Regions from separate parts of the Triticum aestivum genome. Here region 1 is linked to region 2. A link is a contact called in public Hi-C data. All regions are on one chromosome and are shown on one strand. The core of a region is the stretch at or near the end of the contact, and the rest is flanking DNA. Distances in the headings are between cores, read along the strand shown.

Region 1 (6,221 bases), core at 1,685-4,184, 160 kb after region 2:
GCCTCGCGCCTTTCCCGATCACGTTGTCAACATGGCTACCTTTCATCCTTGGCCTCTTGAGTCCTCACCAACTGAGCCCACGTGTTTCTCTATGGCCAATAAATGTTCCATTTTTGAATTGCTTATGCTTATATAGTTTGAATCGTCTAGCTTCATACCAAGGTTGTTCTACAAAAGAACCAAGTAAGAAAGTAAGCCCGTTCAATTGAAATAGCTTCCTCGCTTCGCAGTTCGATACCCACTGAGCATCGGTTATTGCTCAGGTTACGAATGACCCAATCTATCTATGGCAACCACCCCTACTTTTAGTAGATGGAGATGCGCACCTAGAAAAGACGGATGAAAGAGAACCTGCCCTTCTGACTTCTTCTCTTGTCTAGAGCGGTACTACCGCGTGGGGCGCGGATGTAAAAAATTACATCCGCCCCTACTGCCGCTCATGCTGCTGAACCTAGCCAGAGCGCACGATAGTACCGCGCCCATGGCGTGGTACTACCGCGTAGGGCGTGGATGTAAAAAATTACATTCGTCCCTACTACCGCACTAGCAGCAGCGCCTGGCCTGAGGCCACGGTACTACCGCTCCCAAGGTGCGGTACTACCGTGGGTACTTGCGGTACTACCGCGCTAGAGGCCGGTAGTACCTCAAGGGCTTGCGGTACTACCACTCCCAAGAGCAGTACTACCACAAGCCCAGGTTGAACAACACTAGGAGTCCTTCATTTCGCATAGATAAGGAGAGACGGAGGATGCTCCAAAGAGCCAAAGGAAAGGTGGTGCAAAAGGTGTAGACGTGTACATGATGATTCCACCCAAACCTTTCCAAAGCGGACCCCCTCTTAATAGTGCGGCTTTCCTACGACTCAAATCCACCAAAAAAGAAACGTAGAGAAACGCCGTCTTCAATAGTCTTCGAGGGGCACCAAATCGTCTTGTGCCTAGTCATGATATGTCTGAAATACTCCATACACACGATTAGTCCGCAAAAGCATTGTCATCAATCATCAAAACAACTAAGGGATAAATATGCCCTTATAGCTCACCAACTAGGATACAAGGTAAGCACAACATGTACGTCGTATGCAACCGAACACCATGTTCATGTGCCGCTTGGGCCAATGCAGGCAACCAAACAAAGTGTATTAACGTATTACCTAATGCAGGGACATTAGAAGCAGGCAACCAAATAACTTGCAGATGGCGTATTAGGACCTGTTTTTGCTCAACCAGACTGGGTTGAGAAATGTATGCGATGCAGGAACTGGCCATTCCTTGTAGTATCTGTGGAGGGGCGCAGAGAAAATGCCAAAACCAAAGCTACCGATCTCTTGTTGTATGTTGGCCTTGGATTTTTTTTTTTCACTCTGCTTTTTTTTTGAACGTTTTTCACTCTGTTTGTAGTGGCGAGAAGTCCATTTTTCAGCACCCAACTGGATAAATACCCCCCCCCCCCCCCACACACACACACACACACACACACACACAAGTCGATTTTTGTATAATTTTAACCTTGAAATCCCTGAAACCAGGTAAACCCTGAAATGCAACTTCAGGGAAGTCTGGGGCATGTGTTGGAAGCATAGGAGCAACGCATACTGGCCAGTGTATTGATTCATAAATTCAATATAGTACACAAAGCAAGTGAATTACAAGTTGTGGTTGACCATGTGTGCTTCACCATTTTTATTTTGTTAATTACATCATGGACACGTGTTATGCAGAGAAATTGGTTCCGTACTGATTCGATGCATGCTAGCCCATTGTTTGGTATCCTGCAATTTTATAACACCAGCAAAAAAAATTCAGCGGCAAAGCACGCCTTTGATTCTACTCCCTCCGTTCCTAAATATAAGTCTTTTTAGTGATATCAAATGGACAACCACGTACGGATGTATATAGACATATTTTAGAGTATAGATTCACTCATTTTGCTCCGTATGCAGTCACTTGTTGAAATCTCTAGAAAGACCTATATTTAGGAACGGAGGGAGTAGTATTGAATGATGTGTCAACTTTTTCGCAGACGTGGCAAACCAGTCTGCATAAAAAACTCAAGTTTATAAAAAAAAATCAAGCTAAATATGAAAATTTGGACATATCTTTACAAAATCAGAACAATAATGATAACTTAGGGTAAATATTGAAACATAAATAGATCTTAAGTGTTCCCTGAGACAGAGAAACTTTTCTAAGTAATGTTTCGTGAAACAAAAAAATATAGATTTTCTAAAAAAAGGTAAATAAGAAATATAAATAAAGATTACTATTTTTAGAAAGAAATCAAAACAATCTAGACAGATCGTAAGTTTTACATGAGATAGTGAGAAAAATCTCCAAAATTAATTTTGAAGTCCAGTTAAATATATAAATATTGTTAATGCTTGAAATATGGATGGCATCCATGAAAAGAAATTGGGGGAAAACTAAATGCATAAAATTCAACATGATAATGAACGAAGGCATAAGAATACAACAAGCTCAAGTCAAAAAAATTATATTTTAAGCACACATAATAAACATTTTTTAATTTGCATTGTACATTTTCTTTTTTCCCCCTAATTTTGAACAGTCATATTGTTTTTCTTCATGATGATAATTATTTTATACTTTAATTTTTTTTGGCGAAATTTTTTGTACTTTATTTATTTCTCTGTAACTGACCAGTTGCTTGTATATGTCCTAATTTCTCCTTTTTCTTGAATTATCCTTTTATGATAACTCAACCACATGTTTACCTAATTTATTCTCCTGTCAACTTTCTAACAAATTTTTAGTTTTCCATTTTCTTGGTTTGTTTTGTGCTCGGCATTATTGTCTAAGGAAGACGCCTTGAACGATAATCGATGTCATTTTCAATTCTCGAGGGTCGCATTTTTGTCCATCAGAACAGTGACGTGAAGACTTTCAGGTAAACAATTTTTATGGTTTACCAGTCCAACACGCCGAACAATTTTCTCAAGGGAAAAAGAAGTGCCATCACTAAGTGTAGGAGCTCTGATTTACCAGAGGAAGTCCCATGGCTGCGATACTAGGATCCGCGGTTGCAAGCGAGTCTGTAAGCAGAATTTTCTCGATCATATCAGGCAACTCGGGAGAGGATGGGGGTGCGGAGGACAACGCCGAGAGGCTGAAGTTCGCGGTGCTGAAGATCCACAGCGTTGTCGCCGTCTCCGAAGATTGGCGCATACTTCACCAACCATTGCTCGACTGGAAGGCGAGGCTGAAGCGCGTGGCCAAGGAAGGCGATGGCATCCTGCGCGCTCACACGAGGAGATCCGCGGAGCGCAAACGGGGCGATGGGGTTGCGAGGAAGGCTGTTCCCGTTCATAAGCGCGTCGCTCGAGCGGCGACACGCTTCTTGCCCTTCCGCCGCGGCAAGGACGACGACGGCGATCCGAGCGATGCGACGGTGCGGAGGTTCGAGAGGCTAGCGCGTGTCGCCGACGAGTTCTTCCGGTACGTCCAGCTTGGGGGCCGTCCGAAGAGCTTGACGGCGTCCATGGAAGTTCCTGCAGAGCCGCTGCTTGCAGGGAAGACGCTGGAGTTCTCCCTCCGGAGCGGCAGCCGGGACGCCCTCCTGCTGCTCCATCCGTGCAACAGGGAGATCGTTCTCTTCCTCTCCTGCGACGACAGCGCGGCGTGGGAGAGGAACGTGAAGCTCTGCGTTGTCTTCCGACTGCTCGAGCACACTGACGTCTTGGACATCGTCATGTCTTCCTTGCAGCTGCTGCCTCCCCAGTTCGGCGCCGCCTGTGCGACGGCAAGGGAGTTCGTCAGGGAGGCGCGGGCGCAGGAAACGAGCTATACCAGCGCGTCGTCCATGTCGATGCGGTGCGTCTCGTCGGCATGGAGGTGTCACCGCAACTCCACGGACGGGGGATGCGCGGCGACCGACGGTATGCCGCGGCTGCCGTGGCCGATCGTTCGAGTCGACGCCGTGTACTTCGCCATGCCGCAGAACGATTCGCCGGATGCGCCTGCGGACCAGAACAAGCTTCTGAAATTGGCATGCCATATCACTCCCCATCTTGTGCCCGAGACGTACTCCCGGCACTACCGGCAGATCGGGACGGAAACACTACAAGAGCTGTCCCCCAAGGTGGCGGACGAAGGAGCTTCCGCTTGTGGACGGACAGCTGCGTGGTGGTGTCCTCGCAGCTCAACGTATTTGTCGGCGGAACCAGAGGTTTCGGTGCCGCCGCCGACGCTGCAGCAGTTGTTCCTGGTGCAAAGCTTGAAGGGGGCAATGTAGTTCTTCTTGGCTTCTCGCAGTAGTAGCAGAAGCGATGCAAACTTTCACTTTTATTAAGCAATAAGGGGGCAATGTAGATCATGGCTAAGTGACATCTTGTAATTTCCTCACTTTCTTGTTTTCTTCTTCTTTTTGGCTTATCTCACGCCTTGGTGTCATACTCTGCTTTATGTTATAAAAAATATTCCAGGTTTTGCTAAAAAAAGGTTATATAAAACTAGCAGGGTCACAAGCACATTTGCGTGGCTAGATTTTATTATTATTTATTATTATTGCCTCTACTCTATATATATATATATATATATATATATATAGTTCCTTTAAAAGGTTGGTAATGAAGTTCTTTCCCACATTCTAGATTCTACGGACTAAGCTCATCCTCCTAGTGGAGAAGTTGATATATCTTTTTCTTTCACTTCTCCATTGACCAGGTTGTGTCCCAAGAGAGATACCCAATTTGTTTTGTGTTTGTTTCTCTTCACCACTGCACTCCCCATCCAAAATCCCTTAGAGCTTGTTTGATTAATTCACTAAAACAACTTGTTTGATTAAAAGAATGAGCCGCACATTTGCGCGCTAGATTTTCTATACATGGTTGTACGCACTATTATTTTTCTCTTGAATTATTTGCTCTCGTTGTCAATTATTATTTCATTTCACTCACCACTACAGTGTTATACAATGTTATTTTTTATTCATAATAAAATATATTATTTTAAATATAATTGTCATCAAAAATATTATTTGATTTTTCTTTAATTATATTAAATTGGTGGTGAAGCCACGCTAACTAGCCGCACTTGAAGATTATTTATCTCATTCACTTTTGTCGTCGCTTGCTTTTTTCATTCTGGCTGCATCACTGTATTTCATGTACCTAAAACTCGTTTGTTTTTGTAAGTAACACACCCATGCATCTTGATACAACTGATTCATGTTACATTGGCATTGGAACTCAATCAATACAACTTCTAATTACATTCTTACATGAAAATCAAATTGATAATCTTTCCATATTTTTGTTTCATGCCGAACTTCATATATAAATACATGAGTTCATAGCTCTGAATCATGTTATATTTAGAAATATGACTTGTAGACCCCATTGCTACATATTGTATATGATATGGTAGAAACAAATTGTTCATTTCTTTGTAACTAAATTCTTGCGTATATATTGCTTTTAGTAAATGTAAATTAAATATAATTTTATTTAAAAAATTATGTGCCATTTTATGTTTTAGGTTATGTCATATGCAAACTAACTTATTTTCATACAAAAAACTTAAATTTGCATATTTAAATTTATCAACATATTCAATAAATTTTGTCATATGCAAAACTAACTTATTTGGATACAGCATTTATCCCAAATTTTGAATTTTGTTGCTTTCACATGGGACTCGTCTGAAAATTAAAAGACATCCTTTTTTGCAATGCCATTGGTGAGAAAAAGGCTTGTATTTACTATCCACTAAACAAATAATTGTATTTATGTGGGGTTTCTCCAAAGCAGACTTGTTTTCAATATCCATCGCATAAGGATCGTGTACACTATAATTTTTTATAAAACAACATGATTTGGTTCCCTCGCAGAAAAGAAAGCATGATATAGTCTACTGTATTTGGACATGTCAATACATACACGGTCAATGCGGAACAAAATTTCAAATAAGATTACATGTACTTCTCTATGGAGTATGAAGTTGCAGTGGCCACGACAAACATCATGTATTTTTAAATTATTTTGTAACAGTTTGAAGTATTCATTTAAAGATAAGAAAATTTATGTGTAATTCGACCTTTCTGGGGGAAGTGATTTAGCTATGTCCCTTCGTTCTATGCACATACACATTTATTTTCTATTTTTCATATAATTTGAGTAGAGATGGATTTTCTATCTTCACGTGATGCACTAATGCATGATTCCGGATTGCGTTGCTGCAGAATTGGTTGCAGTATATTTCATT
Region 2 (5,784 bases), core at 798-3,297:
CCCGACCTCGATTGTGGTGCTAGCATAGAAGAAGTTGAGATCTTCCTCATCACACGGGTTACCTCTCCCAACCCACAATTTTGTTGGCTCCTTCCATTCATACCAAGGCCATCGCAGTCTCAAAGCCTGCTCGAACTTATTGGTGTTGAGGACCCCAAGCCCACCATAAGCAAGCGGCCGACTAACAATGTCCCAGTTGACCTTGCAGTTTGCCCCGGTTGTCTTATCTGACCCAGACCATAGGAAGGCCCTCTCAAGCTTGTCAATGTTTTGAAGGATCGTGGGCTGTATGACAAGCGGCGTGATGAAGTAGATCACTTGGGAAGCGAGCACCGACTTGACAAGAGTCGTGCGCCTAATGGTGGTGATGTTCTGGCCCTCATATGTTGTCAATCTGCTTGCCACCTTGTCCACAAGGAATTGCAAGTCAACGAGCTTTAGCTTCCACACAGAGAGTGGTAGGCCCAAATATCGCAGCGGGAAGGAGGCCCTAACAGCCGGCAGCCCTTGGGTGATTTGCCCCAAGTCAAGGTTACCGCACCGAATCGGAACCATCGAGCTCTTATGGAAATTGGTGCACAGACCGGTGACATCCCCAAAGCCTCTCAGAATAGTCGCAAGGTTGTCCACATCACTTTTAATCGGAGCTACAAACACGGCTGCGTCGTCCACATCACTTTTAATCGGAGCTACAAACACCATGACACCTCTCCCTCGGAGCTTATGAAGCAGCCCCTTTTTTGTCGCTATGTCGAAGATACGTTGTAGGGGGTCAATAGCTATGACAAACAAGAGTGGAGAGATGGGTCCCCTTGCCGTAGCCCCTGGCCGTGCTTGATGGGAGCACCAGGTACCCCATTCAAGAGGATCCTCGAAGATGAGGAACATAGAAGTGCCGCAATCCACTCTCAAAATTTGCTTGGGAAACCTCGTCTCTGAAGGAGGTCAAGCAAATACTCCCATTTGACAGAGTCAAAGGCCTTGTGAATGTCCAACTTGAATAGCAGGGAGGGGGCCTTGCTCTTGTGAAGGCGCCACGCGAGGTTTCGAACATACATGAAGTTGTCGTGCATGCTCTGTGTTTTGATGAAAACACTTTGAGCGTTGGAGACGAGGATGGACATGTGCGGTCCGAGCCTTATGGAAAGCACTTTCGCAATGATCTTGGCGATTCCATGAATGAGACTGATGGGTCTATAATCGACGATGCTCTCCGCTCCATCCTTTTTGGAAGCAGCACAACATTCGCAGAGTTGAGTGAGTGAAGATTTATTGTGTGGAGGGAGTCAAAGCATTGAATCACCCTCATGAGGTCGTGTTTGATGATGCCCAACACTTCTTGAGGAAGAGGCCGGTGAAGCCATCCAGCCCAGACGCCTTGTCGCTAGGCATGCTATTTATTGCCTCGATGACCTCCTCCTCGGAGAAGGGAGAGTCAAGCTCGTGTAGGTCGTTTGCTTTGCTCCTGTCATGTTTAGTTTTCCAGGCATCTTTGTATGTCCTGCGTGCTGGTGACCTAGTATAGACAAAGATCCAAATGTCCAGTGTGGTTTGCTAGGTGATTAAACGCACGCAGCCACGATTCAAAGCCAAAGCCCGCATCTCCCGATCGAGCAGGGGCAAACAAAATTGAACGGCAGATTAATCGAAGAAGTTAGGCGCCGGATTTTACGGGAACACGCAATCAGCCGAGCGCCGCAGGAGAAAAACAGCAGGCAGGAATACCGGATGGAGCTACGGGGAGCAGCGGGTGGGGGTGGTCGGGATCTCACCGCGCGATCGGCGGCCCCTCGGCGCGGTCCATGGAGGAGCCTACCGCGTGCGGCGTGCCCGTGCGCCGCTGTCACCGAACGGAAGGCCCCGCGGGCGGTGGGTTCGCTGCGGAACGTGCCCACCAGCGAGCAGGGCATCGCGTGGTGGGGTAGGCTCGGGTTGGTTGCGCCGCGCACGAGGGGATAGAGGACGAGCGGCGAGGGACAGCTTAAAGACGGCGGCGGTGCCCGGAACTGAGCGATATCGGTGGGTCTTTGTCTACGGCGTCTAGTGGAGCCGTGGTGTCCGAAATCGATCCGCGCGGTCGAAACCGAGTTTGTTTCACCTGCGTCGATCGACCCGTCGTGATTCAGTGACCGGAGCTCGTCGCGAAATACCGACAAACCATGCGTGACACTGAGGAATACACTAAAGTCACGTTCCAACGCGGCGACATGGCCACGGTAGAGTTACAAACCCGACGCGTCTTCGACGAGGGAAAACGGCATTTCATCCATTCATTTCTACTCAGTGTCATTAGGCCATCCATTTGTTAGCTTTGCTTACAAAAATGTGACAAAATGTTTCAGAAAAAAAAACACGAAGGTGTTGCCACATGCCAGAAAAGACTCCCTGCTCCCGGAGGGTCTGCCTGGTCATGTGAAGCAGCGGCGATGCGCCCGATTCAAACACACCGCTTCAAGTGTCAGTACACCAAAGGCGCTCTACCATGAGTACTGAATCGCCCCATTATTTGATTGATACAGGGAGACTGGGAGAGCATCGTTCGGAGATGATGCCCATAGTTTTTTTTTTCAATAATCATAACACGGAACGATGCTCTCCTTCTGAAGCACCATATGACTACTGAAGCACCATATGAGAAACAAGCAGCTGGATATGTCTTCCTTCTGCGTGCTGCTTGTTTTGATGATGCATTCTACGTATCTGCTAAAACATACCACATCCTTTAGCACACACATTTAATTATCAACATTTGAACACGGATGTACAGAGCAGAGCCTGCTGGACCAAGTTGGAAGACCTCAAGAGCAGGACCGAGAGAGTAGTCTCTTGCATCATCATCATGTGAGGATCTCAGGTTGAAGTGAGCATGACTCTGACACTCCATCTCTCTCTCTCACACACACACACACACACACACACACACACACACACACATATATATATTGTGAATTCAGACAAATTGTGTCACACCCATTAAAAAAATAAAGAAATTCACTCTTTAAGAAACAGTAATTCGTGAAAGCTTCTCACAAGCAAAGCTAAGGAGCTCTCGCATACTATTGTCTCATTTGCCTATATTCCTGTGTGGCTACTACGTAAAACACAAACCACCATCTCTGCACTCTGCTTCTCTGATTTTGTAGGCTCAGACCTATATAAAATGCTTACACTCAATAAAACCAGGTATTTTATGTCAAACTGCTAGACTAACTATACCCATGGCCAAACTCTAGGCGGCATGTTGCCTCCGATGCAGAGGCCAGGAACATCTTCTCCCGTGTATCTATTCTTGCCACCATTATGATTCTGAGGTCCGACGAGCTATGACTACTGCACGGATCAAAGCTAGCTATTCACAATTTTGGATCACCGCTCGTCTTGATCTGCAGAAACCGACAGCGAGAGCGGTGGTAAGCACAGCTCTAAAGATCAGTTAATGTTCTCACTAGAGAAAAAGAGAGGCGATGGAGTGGATCTATGATATTTTGTCGGTAACAAACCTGGATGATCAGACGATGTGAACACCGGATTGTGGAGGCTGCCCCTGTTGCTGCCTATCACCAGAGTTTTCGCTCGTAGCGTTACTCCCGGATCCTGGATGCTGACCTTCATTCCCGGGCTGAGGTTGACCCTGAGCCAACCGTTGGCTCCTCCTCCTGGATCTCCACCTCATGCACTCAACTAGCAGTGAGTTCGTACTGATAGCGATCCCGAACCCGGTGAATGATGACAGTAGGACCGCAAGGACTGCATTCACTCTTAGCTGCAAGATTGGCGATAACATTACGAGTTGTTGCAGACATTATGTATCTGCATCGGATGTAAGTAAGGAAGAGGTTCCATACCACGTTGTAAAAGATATGTGCAAACAGGATCACGATAGCAAACTGGAAGGATGCATAGGCCCATAGGTAGCTCTTGGTCACTGCAGGAGGAAAGAAGATTCGGATTATAATGTTGACAAGTCCACTACATATAACAGATAAATAACCCTAAGCAAATTGGCGCAACAGTTCAACTGCAGCACTACTGGAGTCGAATGTGCCACCATTGACACTTGTTATACATTATAAACTCATGATTTACTCAAAATTTTCAGCAAACTCAACACTAATTTGAGTTAGAAATCGGAAGGCGCAGTAGTGGAACACTAGAATTTTGGTCTTTCACTGCATAGACAACACTGAAAAGCCTGTTTACTATCTCAAATTCTCAATTATAAAATATCTAGTGTTCGTCATGCTGGAAATGCTTCTTGCAGTAGCAAAAATGGCCCAAGGAATAGAGTATGCTTACTTACCCATAGTGGATGCTATCATGGAAGAAAGGAGGCCCAACACACATGAGAAAGGCAATGAAATTGCCAGTGCACGTGACTGCAAATCAGTAACCTGTTCCAGTGAAAGAGTAGATGCAATTTAGATGGCTTTCACAGAACTGGAAAAAAGGTAGAGCTACATTCAAGTGAACTGGTAAAGAAACAAGCAACAAACACATACCAGAAGTTGTTCCAAGAAACAGAAGTATGCAAGCATGCTAACCATCACTAAAATTGGAATGTCCTGCCAAAATCTGTAAGAAACTGGAAGTATCAGATTTTGCCAAACATGCAAACTCATCAATCAATATTTTTTATATTGCTGTTTTCTAGTAACTTCTAAGAGTAGGTCAATCAAAAAAATTACTGGAAAATACATTTGAAATTAGTTTTCCCTTCTCTGTTTCAGAAAGTGCACATAACCAGGAGAAAATGTATTGAATCTATCTGGTAGCATTCCTACCTATCAATCCAGATAGCATTGAACCTAAAAGTACTCCGTATTTGCGAACCAAACTATTCTCTGAAGCATTCTTACCTGTACTGTTGAGCTGCTCTTTGCTGAGCACCATTTGCTAGTCGCCTGGTAACGGTTTGAGTCGGAATTCTCAACAGAGTCACAGGCAGATTCTTAACTTCTTGTCTGCAGACATCACATATCTTGTTACCCTTGATGCTAAACCATTTGACAGCACAATCTTGGTGCGCGAGGGCAAGCTCTCCTTTGCAGCTACACTCCATTTTAAGTGTTTCCCCGCCTTCGTTGAGTTCAACAAAACAAATTCTGCAGACTGCCTCTTCTTCAGGAATATCTTCACCTCCGTCTTCAGGACCTGACAAGGATGACTGGAATGAACAAATGCTGCTTCTGGAAGGCAATGGTTTAGTCTAATAAAATACCAGAGTAAAGGTTTAAAGAGAGTAGATACCGTCAACTGTTTCTTCAATGACATCAGTTGGTGCAATGGTATCAGCTGGAACAGGTCGCGGAGTTGCTGGAATCACACGGATGACACCCAATGAATCTGCTCTCCTCAAACTCCTGTTTTTGCGATTTCCTGGTACTGAAAGTGATCGCCTAATTTGTGCTTGAACTTCTTGTTTCTGCCAACATCATATAACATACTACTTTAAAAAAATGGGACCTTTGTAAAACTGCAATGCTTAAGACAGTGCAAGGCCTCATTTCCAACTGGCCCGTGTAAAAGGCATATAATCTCGCATTTATCTGGATACAGCAGAAAATATGTATGTACTTACGGATGTAGTTGGGTGGTCGACTATCTGAATTCCCGGAGGAGAAGCTTTATCAGAGGTTCCAACAGGTGTGACTGGCAAAGAATAGGTATGTTTTGCCGATAACGAGTTAATGACCTTTCTAAAAGAGAAAGATCCTGGTTGAGTTGTATTATCTTGTGACCCTTCCGACGCCGTCCCAGGAAGTAGGAGGATTGTCCGGTCACCTT

The links. A called contact is a pair of places that touch in the nucleus more often than the background predicts.
Region 1: a contact with region 2 is called in a Hi-C map of leaf, with 3 times the contacts expected there. The contact joins the promoter of LOC123167028 here to the promoter of LOC123167294 in region 2. A contact is called at or near these places in 5 of 5 Hi-C or Micro-C datasets (leaf, root and an unstated tissue) and 1 of 1 datasets of contacts at active chromatin or transcription factors (leaf).

What each region holds. Positions count from the first base shown.
Region 1 is chr7D:572,832,576-572,838,796 of IWGSC CS RefSeq v2.1, forward strand. LOC123167028 reads left to right here and starts at 2,935. Exons shown (of 1, transcript XM_044584867.1): 1 at 2,935-4,461. The coding sequence starts at 3,016. The coding sequence ends at 4,251.
Region 2 is chr7D:572,671,084-572,676,867 of IWGSC CS RefSeq v2.1, forward strand. It overlaps LOC123167294, which reads right to left and starts at 2,048. Exons shown (of 7, transcript XM_044585131.1): 1 at 1,773-2,048. The coding sequence starts at 1,910. It overlaps LOC123167295, which reads right to left. Exons shown (of 9, transcript XM_044585132.1): 2 at 5,579-5,784; 3 at 5,248-5,422; 4 at 4,857-5,151; 5 at 4,500-4,572; 6 at 4,301-4,391; 7 at 3,846-3,925; 8 at 3,501-3,763; 9 at 2,974-3,383. The coding sequence ends at 3,509.